Regions from separate parts of the Hordeum vulgare genome. Here regions 2 and 3 are each linked to region 1. A link is a contact called in public Hi-C data. All regions are on one chromosome and are shown on one strand. The core of a region is the stretch at or near the end of the contact, and the rest is flanking DNA. Distances in the headings are between cores, read along the strand shown. Region 1 has its middle 98 kb from the start of LOC123426601. Region 2 has its middle 140 kb from the start of LOC123426603. Region 3 holds the start of LOC123426603 (probable BOI-related E3 ubiquitin-protein ligase 3).

Region 1 (4,237 bases), core at 1,053-3,552:
GAGATGGAAAGACATGATGGATCGGGGCCATTCACAGCCCAAAACATAAATACGAAGGTCATTCGCGTTGTCGGGCCTACATGAGCCCATCGCGCCATGAACAATGAAGAACCTGAATACGTGTCTATAGGGCCGACGGCACACACACTCGTCTAGGTTAGCCTCGGCTCCAAGCCTTCATATTTTGTTTCTCATTGTGTAACAAGGAGCGCAAATCTATTATAAGTAGATATCTTTGTCGATCTCACATTCACACAGGTGAACGTTAAGCGAGCGTGTAAATCTTTTACAACATAATATTATCAGCTTATCACAAAAATATCGTTCTCAACGCACATCACTTTCATTTGCACATTCCAAGAGGAGGTTTCCTTATCTTTTTTGTCAACGGGTTTCAGACCCAGCCAGCCAGCCGGGCACTGGAGCTTCATCAAGCTTTTCATGACAAAGGAAAGGCGGAAAAGATACGCTAGCCCTATCCTCCCATGTAGATGTACTAGTAGCTCCACTGAGAAGCGATCATCACGAGAGAGAGAGACGAGAGGCAGGACAGTGTTGGGTCAACAGTAGCGGCAAACACACATGCAAGGCAGAGGATCACAGCCTGACGGGCCAATGGTGGCACTCGTACGCGTGCACCGCTTTTGCATCTTTCCCGGAAGCTGGCCTGCCCGACGCGACGCCGCTGCCTGTCAGCAACAGCACAGAAGCTCAAGGATGGAGCCTGCCCATCCATGGACTCTTTTGTTCCCTCCACTTTTTACTACTGCTTAGCTTCAACCCCATCATAATCAGGGGCGCCAGTGGGTAAAGGAAAAGGCGAGGGAATCGAGTTCCTCCCAAATGGAATGGAAAGGATGCATCCGTAGCTCCGCACCATAGCATAATGCGCGATCTATCCATCATCATTGTTATTCATTAGACGGTCAGATAGCTCAGTATTAGGTTGGTAGGCAGATAGAAAGATGATTATTTCCAGCAACAAAGCAAAGAGAGGCGGGCATGCGATGCAACGCAAAGATCACGGTGGTGTGGTGTGGTGCTACTGCTAGTGTTGCGGTTGATGATGATGGGTGGTGAGTGGTGACAGACAGGGCGGCATCCCATCTTTTGGCGGCATCAAGTCTCGGACATGCCATATACCGCTGCTTTTCATTCATTTATTTGTACGTAATAAAGTGGGGGGCATCAGCGCACGAGTCTGAACAATGACGGAATCATGCAAATGCTCCTAGTGGTAGTGGTGGCGAGAACACGATCGAGATCTATCATCGTTCCCGGCAACATAATAATCGCCGCTTTTGTAGCAACTTTTGGCCCAAAACCCAGATTAGTTTGCTTGTTTTAGTCGGAAGGGGGGAACGAACGGGCATCGATCACGGGCGGGGCTGCTCCCACCAATACCTTTTTCCTTGTTGGTTGCTTTTCGGTCCCGAGTTCTCATTTCATTTCATGGGCTCAACTCAACGACAACAAGCAAGGCCTGAATAAAGACCACTCACGTCGGGGTCCTTTTCCATCCCTTTACGACAAGGAGAGGAGAGGAGAGGGGCCTATAATTGTGGGCACACAGTCACGAAACTCCACTCGTGCCGCGTCGACTCACATCATACGCGCGCGTCGTCGGTTGATTGATTCCTGGCGTCCTGCGCGGATTCGCTTCGCACGCCGTGTCCGTGTCTCGCGCTTCAGACCGGCACATGCCCCATACGACTCGGCTCCTTTCTTTCCCTCTTCTTTTCCCATCGCGAATCGATGCTCATGACATGGACGCGCGCGGGCACAAAGCAAGCAATTGCTTTTGCAGCGATCGTATTCGTACGTCAAGCCTTAGCTACAACGAAGCCATCAATCCGATCCCATGGACAACGGAACACACCACCTCTTCTCTTCTCCTCTCTTTTCTTCTCTTCTCTTGAGGGAGAGAGAACCTTTTGTTTTCGTCGTGCCGATCGATCATGAGCTTGGCGCAAGCCGACCGACAGCCGTATCATACGGCAAACCGATTCCGTTCGGATAACTATTCGGATGCCGTCCATCTTCATCCAACCGGAGAAATCGCACGCTTTACCGTAACCGACCAGCTGATCGCCCATCTTCTTTTTCTTTTCTCACCTCCCAAAGCGTCAAACCAAGATGCCGGTGCCCAACACCGATCCGAGCAAAAGCAACACCGATTATACTCGACGAACGCAACGCATCTTCAGGTGGTTAAAGGTGGCGGGAGAATGCATATATATCTCGTGCTTATGCCTAAACGAGAAGTACACTCAAGTGGCCGAAAGCATCTATGCCCTGGCTACCTACGGGGCCGGCCGGACGGACGATTCCATTCTTGTGATCTCGTGATGAGTGATGAATGTCGAACCCATCGCTGTCAAGCATTTCAACCATACCATGAGGGGGAACCTGCGCCGAGTTGTCTATTCCAGGTATCAAACAAAAGATAATCGTCCCTCGCGCGCTACCGAGCATCCCGTGTTACCAGAACCAAAGGCCTTTTCCGACCAGTGCACGAATCAATCCAGACGTAGAGCACGATCAGGAACACTTGAAAAGACATATGAGGAGAGATCTGTTGACATAGCATCCCTAGATCATGGTTAATAAAATAACGTATCCTAGATTTTCTGTATATATTGACACATGTTCTTTTTTATTTGTCGGGGTAAAGGAAATTTTATTTCAAGGAAACAGAGTTATAGTCGAGAGGCCAAAACTCTTCAATACACGGTGAAACTTAAGGCCTATTCGGATGTCATCCGCTCCGCGTTTCCACTCTCGGAGTTGGAGGAGCGGCAGTTAAAAAACGCAGAGTGGGGAAAGAGGTACTTCCCAGATTCTCAGATTTGACGGAGCTGAAGGCTTGCCGAACAGCTCCTTAATCCAGCCACACAACAATGGCACGTTCACAGCGGCTATATTTAGCCAACCAATCGGCAACTCTATTTTGAGAGCGATTGATTTTCAACGGATAAAACTCCCTATCACCAAGAAGAGCTTTGATCTCTAGCACCAGATGGCCATAGGGCGAGCGGAGAAGCGTATCATTAGTAAGACTCGAGAGAGCTTCGGAAGAATCCAACTCCAGCACCACTGAAGAAGCGAAGTGTTGAACGGCAAGGGTCATACCCAGCATGATCGCATGCAGTTCGGCCTTCAGCGGGTCGTTGCAATGGAAGAGATAATGATAGGCCGGCAACAACACTTCCCCCTTCTCGTTTCTGATGATCATGCTCGCCGCCGCCGTCCCATCATCCTTCAGGAAGGAGCCATCGACACACAACACAAGCAAGCCAGCCGACGGGTCCGGCCATGGAGCAGCAACAGTAGGCAAAGACCGGACTATTTCCGCAGCCGCCGACGAGGGCATATTTCCTTTCGGGATTTCCTGCGTAGAGAATCACCCAGCCAGGACGATCGACTTGTAGTAGCTGTCGAAGTATTCCACCGTGGCCAGGACGGGTGCAGTCTCCTTCCCATGAGCCATATCGTTCCGTGTTTGCCAGATACGCCAAAGCAGGAGGATCAACATGTCCCGGACTGGTGTAGAACACTTGGATAGCAGGGTGACAAGCCACTCCGTTCCATAAAAATTGAGAAGATCGTCGCCGGGGAGTGGCCATCGACACCGCATATTCAGCCATAAGATCATGTCGTGCGTGCAAACAATTAGGGCATGGAACGAGTCCTCCTCTGCGATACCACAAAGCGGACAAGACGATCTGTGTATGAATTTTTTGCACTGCGGTGTAGCCAGAGTATCGATGGTGCAACGCCACGCAGTGATCTTCATCTTTTGGGGGATCGCAGACTGACAAATAAGGTTCCACGAAGTGCGCATACCAGCAGGGTTCATGCTTGACGCATCAACAACAAAGGCATCATTCTGACCGTGTGTGAGTCTGTAAGCACTTCGCACAGAAAACTTGTCGGACTTCTCAGGGCTCCATGAGAGGAAATCATTCCTCACGCCCGGAGAGGCACGGATCTTCAGAATGTACTCCACATCCATGGGCCAGAAGAATTCATTGAGACGGTCGGGCCCTCCAAGCACCGTTATCGTCTAAGAAGTTAGAGGCCGTCTTGAACCGCAAGTGCCTTTAGGAGTAATTGGTCTGTAGGATGAAGGCCGAGGGATCTAAGGATAAAAACTGTGAATTCACTAATAAAAAGAGCACCCTTTACAAATGTCATTCTCACCGTCCCAGATTGCGACAAGTGTCGTACTGCATGT
Region 2 (4,926 bases), core at 1,567-4,066, 560 kb after region 1:
TAGAACTTTAACTTATGCGGGCTTTGTCATTAATGAGGCTGGTAGGTGCGTTTACTACCGCCATGGTGGGGGCGGTAGTGTTATATTGTGCTTGTATGTTGATGGCATACTGATTTTAGGTACAAGCATGAGTGTGATAAACGAGGTCAAGTATTTTCTATCAAAGTGCTTTGATATGAAGGATATGGGAGAAGCTGACGTAATTCTGAACATTAAGCTTATTAAGGATGAGAGTGGGATTACGTTAACGCAATCACACTATGTTGAGAAGATCTTGAGCCGTTTCGGCTTTACTGATAGCAAGCCTTCTCCAACACCTTATGATCCGAGCATGACACTTCGAAAGAACAAGAGGATAGCGAGAGATCAATTGAGATACTCTCAAATAACCGGTCCACTCATGTACCTTGCGAGCGCGACGAGGCCTGGCATCTCTTTTGCTGTGAGCAAGTTGAGCAGGTTCATGTCAAACTCGGGTAATGATCATTGGCGTGCACTTGAAAGGGTCATGCGCTATCTGAACGGTACTATGAGTTATGGGATTCACTATTCAGGGCACTGTGTCGTTCTTGAGAGATACAGTGACTCAAACTGGATATCAGATGTAGATGAGCTCTACACCACAAGTGGATATGCATTCCTTCTTGGAGGTGGCGCAGTGTCATGGAGGTCTTGCAAACAGACCATATTGACGAGCTCAACCATGGAAGCAGAACTTGCTGCTTTAGATCCAGCCATTGTTGAGGCAGAATGGCTGCGTGAGCTCTTGATGGACTTGCCGGTGGTTGAAAAACCATTACCGGCCATCCTCATGAATTGTGACAATCAAACGGTGATTGCCAAGGTGACCAGTTCTAATGATAATGTGAAGTCATCAAGACACGTTAAAAGACGTTTGAAGTATGTCAGGAAATTGAGAAACTCCGGAGTAATTAATTACTGTTACGTATATTCAAACAGACAAAAACCTGGTAGATCCCTTTACGAAGGGACTATCACGTAATGTGATAGAAAGTGCATCGAAGGAGATGGGTATGAGACCCGTGAGTATTATACCCTAGTGGTAACCCAACCTATGTGATCGGAGATCCCGTGAATTAGGACCTGGGAAGAACAAGCTAGTGGTTTAAGTGAGGAGAGTATTTTGTAAACCCTCTCTAAGTGAAGATGCATAACTCTTAAAGAGCTGTATGGCAGGTTGGCAACATGCCTTAATGTGTTTATGTTGGCTATTCGTAGCAAAGGTGCTATCCTACAAAGCGCCCTTGAAAGAACACACCTATATGAGTCTGACTGTTAAAACGTCAGAGTCTATGAGATTTGGGTGATCTCTAACTCATGAGGAGACCAAGTAGTATGACGTATATGCTACACCCGCGGGGTAGCCTACTCGCAGCCAAGTACTAGTTATGATTTTGAGTGAAATCTAAAAGCACCAAACTTGTAATTCAAGGTTCGTCCATTGTTCAAGTTGCCGATAGACGTAGCTCAAGGTTCTAGGCGGAACTTCAACTTAACGGTCTCTGCTGAAACACTGGTATATAAACAAGACGCGAGGTGTGACAAAATCTCCAAATGGGCATTTGAGGTCTGGTGAGGAATTGTTAGAATTTGGGCCCATATTTGGGGCACCCAACTAGCAAATCCTGAAATCTTAAAGTGGCCCATGTGTACAAGCAAGTGATGGGAATGGAAAGTTTAGTCACCCATGGAAAGTTGGAGGAGATGTACACCACCTTATAAGGTGGAGTGTTGTAGCACTTGTAAGTGAGTGAGAAGAGGAGAGCCTTTCGCGCACTCCTCCTCCGCCGCTCGCTCGTCTCGACTCGACACGTCGCGATTCGTGAATTCGGGCCTCGAGCCGAGACAACATTTCTCTTTATTGTCCTGTTTTGGAAAACTGAATTCGTAGTCGTGACGGACGCGTCACGGCTGGGCCGGTTCGGGTCGCTCCCGAATCGTGTGCTGCAACCGACTCGGATGTGCGGCGTGGGCCACGTCGCACCCGTTAGGGTTTTTCCGAACCGCAGTATAAAAAGGCACATGCCGTGGGCGCTGTACACACACAGAAACCAATCTAGGGTTTTGCCACTCCTCGTTCCTTGTGCCGTCACCGTAGTCTATTCCATCCCGAGCGCTGGCGTCCACCGGCGAACGGGAGAGCAGGTCTCGGAACCAGGCACCTTTCTGATCATGTACGGGAGAGGGCGAATTAGGTTTTTGGGAAGCGCTCTGCGCGACTGCTCGCTGCTTTCACAACGGGTAGTCTACCTAGCAAGTCGGGCGGTGTTGCGTACCGCCGCCTCAAGCGCCGTCTACTTCGGCCCGTCATCGCCAACGTCGTCGTCAACAACATAGTTGCACCAAACACATTTGCTTCATCTGCAAACGTTCGGTACGTGCGTCGTGTTTCCGTTGGCCTGATGAACATGTTAGATGCGTGCATGTTTTGCTATACTGTGTTGCTGCTATTTATGTTGTCTACTTCATCTAATATGTTAGAGTTTCACATGTTAGTAGATAGTATCATCATGCTTTATATTTTGGAACTAATCATGAAAATTGTGCCTAATTAATCAACAGGTACTTCTCACTATGAATATCCTTATGATATTACAAATTACAAAAATAATATCATACAATAATATTTGCAAATGTGCATCATACTACCCTATCATACCCAGAAGCGCCTCACACCGTCACACGCGCACCTGCAAACCTATAGGCCACTCGAACGGAGAGAAGACTGATCTGGGATGGTGGATCCCACGCACATATATCGAAAACGAAAAGAGTCACATGATATTGTCGAGTGGGATGGGGCCTACGAGAACAGCACCACCTCCTCTCGCTTGGCTACGAGAACAGCACGCCTGCCGGGTGCATATCCTACTGGAAAAGCCAAAACAAAGATGTAAACGGGAGAGGAAGGAATACGTGTACTTTGTTGTCGTTTCGCGTCAAGGAGTGCCGTGCATGTATCGCATTCCGCCTGCTGTAGTTTTCGCGGCGAGTGCGACGAGCGCTACAGCTATTAATGAATGAACGAAGGCGTACAAATCCTGTCGACAAGCGACGCTCACATGCATGATGTATCCGTATGAATGGCGGGGCCGGCCTCGACCACATGCTTTGTGCGGTGCATGCATAATTGTTGTGCAAGTAGGAGCGTCCGTGACGCCACGATCTATCTATCTATACGGACGGAACAAAGCCTGGACAGTGGACACGCTGGTCCACGGCGCTCATCACCTCATGTCATGCATTGCCCTTTTCTAGACTTTGCCCAACAAGATGGATCATGTGATCAACTGATCATCTGCGTGCGGATCGATGTGTGCACATGTCATCCCACACATGATACAAGTTACTGTACTGTATGAGACAAGATAAGATTTTGTGTCACCATTTGACAATTACAGAAGGCATTATCACATCGAGTCAAAGCACCACTCGATGTAATGCCACCACTGACTGGATCGGTTTTGACAACCACAAAGTTCATAAGACATGTCTGTCGGCCACCCGCAAATTCAGCTAGCTTAAGGTTGATGCGCAATTTCACCGACACCTCTCCAATTAACTGAAGTCTGGAATGCATTGTTTTCGAACTTATAAAGCACAAGATTGATGGCACCGAGTCCACGGAGTATCTAGCTGCATTTTTCACGCAAAAAAATTTATTCAGCTCAAACTAAAGGTATAATTATCATTATTTAGCCAATCTTCTTGTGAAAATGGCTAACAAATAAGTTAATCTTCTTCATTCATCTCTTAGGATTAGTTCTGATGATTATTTTAATAGATGCATAAAAAATAAACTTATGATCTAGTCCGAATATAGGTACATTACTTGCAATACATACCACTTCAAATACGTTCGAAGAGCATGATTTGTGTCGTGGAAATGAACATGACAATGAGTACTAGGGGTACGAAGAAGGGCTGGATCTAACAATGACGCAAATGTGACACAAAGATTTTACGAGTTCAGACTTCTCACACAGAAGGTAACAACCCTACGTCTCATGCCGGCTATGTTTTCTCTTGGGTCTCAATGTTACAAAGGATAACAAACCCATGTATCAAAGCTACGGGATGGCTGATATAGAGTGTGTCCACACCTTGTCTCCTCATGTTACAAGGTAATGAACGGTTGCGTTGATGAAGAACATTACATAGCCAAGCATAATTAATGCTAATAACGTGTTAGGATGTGTGCCTCTTGGCGCTCCAAACACTACACGAAAAGACCAGACGGCAAAGACGAGAAAACAGACGGTCAGGATTCTGCCGTCAGCAAAGGGTACTTTGTTCTCACCTTTTCATCGAGTGGATGGTAAAGATTTTACCGTTATCCAATCTCAGTAACACACGGCAAAGCAGATCTTCGCCTTGAGTCAAAACACCATCTTTGTCGTGAGTCGAATTAATCTAAAGACAACAAATAATTTCTTTAATTAAAATCTCACAGGATACCTAAACACATAAACATTTTCCATGACATTCTTTATAGATAGATTTACACAACAAATCTACTATAACTGGTTTGAAGACACCTCACCATAAAAAAATTGTAGATACAACATTCTTTATAGATCATATTTACACAAATCAATATCAACATTTTTCTTAATCTATTTACACATTCATGCTACATAGAAGGGAACCCTGCCACCCTCCTGCAGATTGCACCGGGGGCGGGGTAGCGCCCGTCGGCACTCGTGCTGGCCATGGAACCGCTCGGGATCCTGCGCGTGATGGGGGCGAGCGGCAGCGGCCCTCTGGGTTGGGCGCTGATACGTTCATTTTTCATCATGAATTTGTATTGATATTATGATATTCTTGTCCATTATTCCTCATTACAATACAATTTTTATGTCTTTTATCTTTGAATACGTAAGGTACATCACAAAGAGGGAAATT
Region 3 (4,887 bases), core at 1,264-3,763, 700 kb after region 1:
ACGAGTTACTCGCGACCGCCCCCAACCTCCTTGTCAGCCGATGAACTCGCTTGCTTGCATGCGTTCTCGTCCTTGCCGCATCGCTCAAGCTCCGCCAGGATGTTCTCGATGTTGAGGTTGACCTCGGCCCTAGCGCCATCTATCCGCATGAAGATGAGGCCGTCGAGGGCCGCGGTGGTGTCCTTGAGCATTTGACTAATAGACTGGATAATCTCCTCGCCTTCCGCCTTGAACTTGTGGTCTAGCGCCTCAGCGAAGTCCGCTCGGAGAAGTTCCTAGATCTGTTGCCCTTTCGAACACAACTTGTCGATGGTGACTCTCTACTGCTGTAGCTTGAATCGCGTAGCGTAAATGTAGCGTAGAATCGATCAAAAAGCTCTGTGTACAAGATGTAAGGATTCTTCTATTATTATTGATAGATCTAGGGTTCTAGAGAAGTCTTAGGTGTCCATCTAACTACCTACACAGCAATGCTCTCTACATACGCTTCTCTGTGTCCTCGTCGAAGCCACCCGTCGCCAACCACCGTTCTCTAGCTTGATGAATGCTTAAGTAACAGGATACCGTTACACCCGTCTTAGTGGATCTAGTATGGGTTTGCAAGCCGCTGGAAAGTCTTGCGATCACGAGTGGGCCGGCCTGTTGGCCCACGACTCGGTTAGCTGGCTTCCCGTTGCTTCTTCTCATCATCTTTAGAGTCGTGTGTATTGACACTCGGAACGCTGACAGATGGTTGGGTCAATTTTTTATGACCGATCAATAAGCGGGCGGGGTGACCAAACGAAAAAGGTATGAGGGGTTCGGGTTGGGACAAGTTTTACTGTTTTGACCTTTTTGCGAAAGTTAAGCCGGATTTGACCTTGGTTTGATTTTTTTTGAAACTGACCCTTTTGCTAACGCCGGATACCTTGACGGTATAGTATAACAACCTATCGCCGAGGTCCCTGGCGGTAGGAAAACGGCTTACCGTCAGGGTGTCTGGCGGTAGCGCTGTGACCCTACCGTCAAGGGGTCCGGCTGTAGACACTCGCGCGCACTCAACCCGCAAGTTAGCCATTTTTTACCCTAGGCGTGCAATTTTACCGTCAGAGGCCTTAGTGGTAGGTTGTGGGCTCTGACGATAGCAAAATGGTCAGATCCGATTTCTTTTCCAACCGGAGTCAGATCCTGATGAACTTCAAAAAAAGATAAAAACTGTGAATTTGGCCTCGGGTTGAAGAAACGTACAAATAGTCCGGATTATAGATGCTCTAATAAACTGGCTAGGTGTGCATGCACGGGGACGTACGGGAGATCTCGATGTCGATGTGCCCAGCGCCCAGTACTACGCTATAGCGCGCACAGTCTGAGGGTGTAGAGTCGTGCACTGTACTATGCTAGTATCGCGTTATAATCATCGTCACCGGCGTGGCAGCACCGTCTGCATGATTCCCAACAGTACCGGTTTGGTGCCGGAGGGGAGAGAGAGAGAGAGGGAGGGTGGCTGGTGAGTTGGGAAACTGGCCCACAAGCGTCGTGGCCGGCGTGAGACGCGATCAAGCCTACTGTAGTAGTAGGAGTACGTATATATGGACCCTTGCTGTTGGTGGTGCTCCGTGCCGCGGCAGCACCGGAGGTGCCGTGCATGCAGGTGCGTCCCGCAGAATGGTCGGTCGGTGCGGCGCCTTTACGGGCGGGTGGCTGTTACTTCCAGCTTTCATGGCCGCCACGAGCGGCCCGTGGCCGGCCCTGGCTGACTGGCAGGTTGGAGTGCTGCTACCACTCTGGCAGTGGTACTGTGGATCGTGGCTGCCGACGCCGCTCGATTAGCTGGTTTGGCGATGTGTCATGTGTGTGCCAAGCCAAATAAGCTCCTTGTTTGCATGTGCCTGCCTGCTTGATTGGTGCTCAACATTAACTAGTCCAGTAGAGTACGTGCCCCGTCGCCTGGACCCAGATCAATCAGGGCAGGGCAGGGCAGGGCAGGGGCAGCGCTCCGTCAGAGATGCACGAGGGCGACCACCACTACCCTGCGCTCTTTCCGTGATCAGCAGGACCAGGACCAGGCTGCTATCTAGATCCGGTTCTGCAGGGCGCGTCTTGAATTCTTGATCACTCGCTTGGCGTTTCCACAGGATGTGTAGCTAGCCTGATGCCACCGCCAACCTGCCCCCATTTATTGAATTCAGCTGTTATCCGGCCCCGCGAGCTTTGATTTGCGCGTCTCCCCTGGGATCTTTTCTTTTTTAGCAGCAGCCGTACGTTGGGATCGCATCACGCAATCTGTTTGGACTTTTGACCGCAAACAAATTACTCCACCGTCTCTCTAGGTGGTCTTCATCTTTGGGACGGACGGCCCCGTCCTCCATCTGCGTCTGCATGGATGGATCGTCCATCCATTATTTCGCGGGTCAGTTGCCCAACGTGCAGGTGCAGTGGCGTCACGTGTCCTCCCACCAGAGTGCCCTGCCGCTTCAACTCATGCCTCTTTCCCCAACCGCAAACGCGGACGCGTATATAAAACCTCCCTCCCTCCCTCCAAGCCCACGACCGTCTCCCCATCCGTTTCCCTGTCCTCTCTCTCTTCGCACGCCGTAGTAGTTGGCCATGGCCGTGCAGGCGCAACATCTCTCCCACGCCTTCCCCCACGACCTCCACGCCTACAACAGCATTAGTGCTCTGGAGGATGACCTGACGGCCGGCTCCCTCCTCTTTCCCGAGAACCTCAAGCGCGGGCCGGAGTTGGAGGGTGTTGGGAACACGGTGTTCGCCAACGTTCCGCGCGTCGATCTCACCTGGCACGACAGCGCCCGCGCCCACGGTTTTGCGCAGAGGAAGCGGCCGCGCGTCGTCCCGGAGGCGCCTTCATACTTGGAAGATCAGCGCGGGCAGGGGCTTGTGCCCGTCGCCGTCGGTGATGTGCTGACCAGGGCGGTGGGCTCCGACGCGGCGTCCACCAGCGGGAGGATGATCAATGCCGCCGGCCCGCCGCAGGACCTGCTCTCTCAGATGTACCGCCAGGGCATGGAGATCGATGCAGTCCTACGACTCGAGGTACGTACTACGTACGATTTTGTTCATGGGAACTCTAGCTAGTTCTTGGTTTGATCGCGCGGCGTTTTGATTCTTGGTGCCTGATTCTGATGGACGTTGTGCAGACCGACCGCATGCGCGCGGGGCTGGAGGAGGCGCGACGGCAGCACGTCAGGGCGCTGGTATCGGCGGCGGAGCGTGCTGCAGGGAGGCGGCTGCGGGCCGCGGAGGCCGCACTGGAGCTGGCGCGCTGCCGCAACGCCAAACTGTCAGAGAGGCTCAGCCAGATTTGCGCCGAGGGTCAGGCGTGGATACGCGTCGCCAAGAGCCACGAAGCAGTCGCCGCCGGCCTCCAAGCTACACTCGACCAGGTCCTGCAATCGCCTTGCGCTGCCGTCAACTCCGCCGGAGCGGATGGAGAGGGCGACGCCGAGGACGCGCGGTCCTGCTGTTTCGAGACCCCCGCCGGCGACCACGCCGCAGGATCCAAGGCGTCGGCGGTGGCGTGCAGGGCTTGCGGCGAGGGCGAGTCGTGCGTGTTGCTGCTGCCGTGCAGGCACCTGTGCCTCTGCAGCGCGTGCGACGCCGCCGTCGACACTTGCCCTTTGTGCGCGACCGCCAAGAACGCGTCGCTGCATGTCCTGCTCTCGTGATTCAAGCTTGCGCGCGTCGAAGCAACGGGGCCTTCTCCGAAACGGCTTGCGATAGGGAAGTCAGCTGGCCTCAGCTGGCTCGATCAACTTGCCCATGTTACTTACTTTCGGACATGGATGGCACGAACCGAATGCAATTTCAGATAGAGCGCCATAGTTTGATTTTAGCGTTGTGGTTTTCCAAGTAGGGTTAGGGTGTATTTTGTTTAGGATTTTGATAACCAGCATCGTCGCTTGGAAGAACATGACAAATTGAACATTTTGATTACTTCGCCACTTTTAAGATAAGTGTCTTAACGTTAATACAATTTTATACTAAAGCTAGTATAAAGTTGAGAGGTTTATTTTAAGACAGGAGTATGTTGTCATGTTGATGACAATGCTTAATCCGGGATGCGCAAAGACTAACCCCTGTCAAACTATCAATATGACGTCGTGAATCCGTCACATGTATTTAGGTCGTGATTTTGATCAATTTAATAAGAGTCATATAATATAAAAAAATATATCATTAGAAACTTTAGATGTTCTATATTTTCTAATGATATAATTTGTATGTTAAATAATATATTTTATATAAGTTCAAATGACGATCTAGGTGCACGTGAATGTCTTCTAAACTCTAACAAAGCGAGCACTCCGTATTACTCGCCTCAGAAAGTTCATAAGGGCTCTGTCATTTCACACCTCTTAGGCCCTGTTTGTTTCATAAGTCCTAGGACTTTTTTAAGTCCTAACTTATAAGTTATAAGTCTCTGCCTCTTTGTTTACAGGGACTTATAAGTCCCGAGTCCCTACCTGTTTGTTTACCGGGACTTACTTATAAGTCCATGTTGCACCTAATAAAATACACTTGTTCACATAACCCTTGTTCATACAAATGAATTGCAGAATAGTGACAACCGAAATAACAATTGTTCATAACACTTGTTCATATAAACGAATTAACACAGAAATTACATAAGCGAAGAACACTTCTTCATATCATTGTTGTTTCAAGGACCACAACCCATCAGCGACCCAAGCTCTGAATTGATTCATAGCACCACTGTCCATCCCATTTGTTGAATCATTTGTTGTAGTCGTTGGCATAGACAATGGTACATAATTTTCATCTTGATCACACAAGTCGAAATCTATATCGGCGAGTTGACTTTGTCTAATAAAATTGTGCAGTGCAATGCAAGCCACAATTATTTTGCTTTGTTTCTGTTGTGGATAA

The links. A called contact is a pair of places that touch in the nucleus more often than the background predicts.
Region 2: a Hi-C map of seedling shows a contact between it and region 1, with 5 times the contacts expected there. The contact joins two enhancer-like sites. A contact is called at or near these places in 2 of 6 Hi-C or Micro-C datasets (leaf and seedling).
Region 3: a contact with region 1 is called in a Hi-C map of seedling, with 3 times the contacts expected there. The contact joins the promoter of LOC123426603 here to the enhancer-like site in region 1. A contact is called at or near these places in 1 of 6 Hi-C or Micro-C datasets (seedling) and 1 of 1 datasets of contacts at active chromatin or transcription factors (embryo).

The regions. Positions count from the first base shown.
Region 1 is chr2H:450,241,584-450,245,820 of MorexV3_pseudomolecules_assembly, forward strand. No RefSeq gene overlaps it. Among protein-coding and RNA genes, the nearest start is that of LOC123426601, 98 kb to the left of the region's middle. Within about 2 kb of position 2,303, at least 3 of the 3 cell types and tissues checked have open chromatin away from gene starts, as enhancers often do. A contact at or near this core is called in leaf and seedling, where this site is marked.
Region 2 is chr2H:450,800,000-450,804,925 of MorexV3_pseudomolecules_assembly, forward strand. No RefSeq gene overlaps it. Among protein-coding and RNA genes, the nearest start is that of LOC123426603, 140 kb to the right of the region's middle. Within about 2 kb of position 2,817, at least 3 of the 3 cell types and tissues checked have open chromatin away from gene starts, as enhancers often do. A contact at or near this core is called in leaf and seedling, where this site is marked.
Region 3 is chr2H:450,942,651-450,947,537 of MorexV3_pseudomolecules_assembly, forward strand. It overlaps LOC123426603 (probable BOI-related E3 ubiquitin-protein ligase 3), which reads left to right and starts at 2,514. Exons shown (of 2, transcript XM_045110466.1): 1 at 2,514-3,033; 2 at 3,138-3,948. The coding sequence starts at 2,587. The coding sequence ends at 3,665.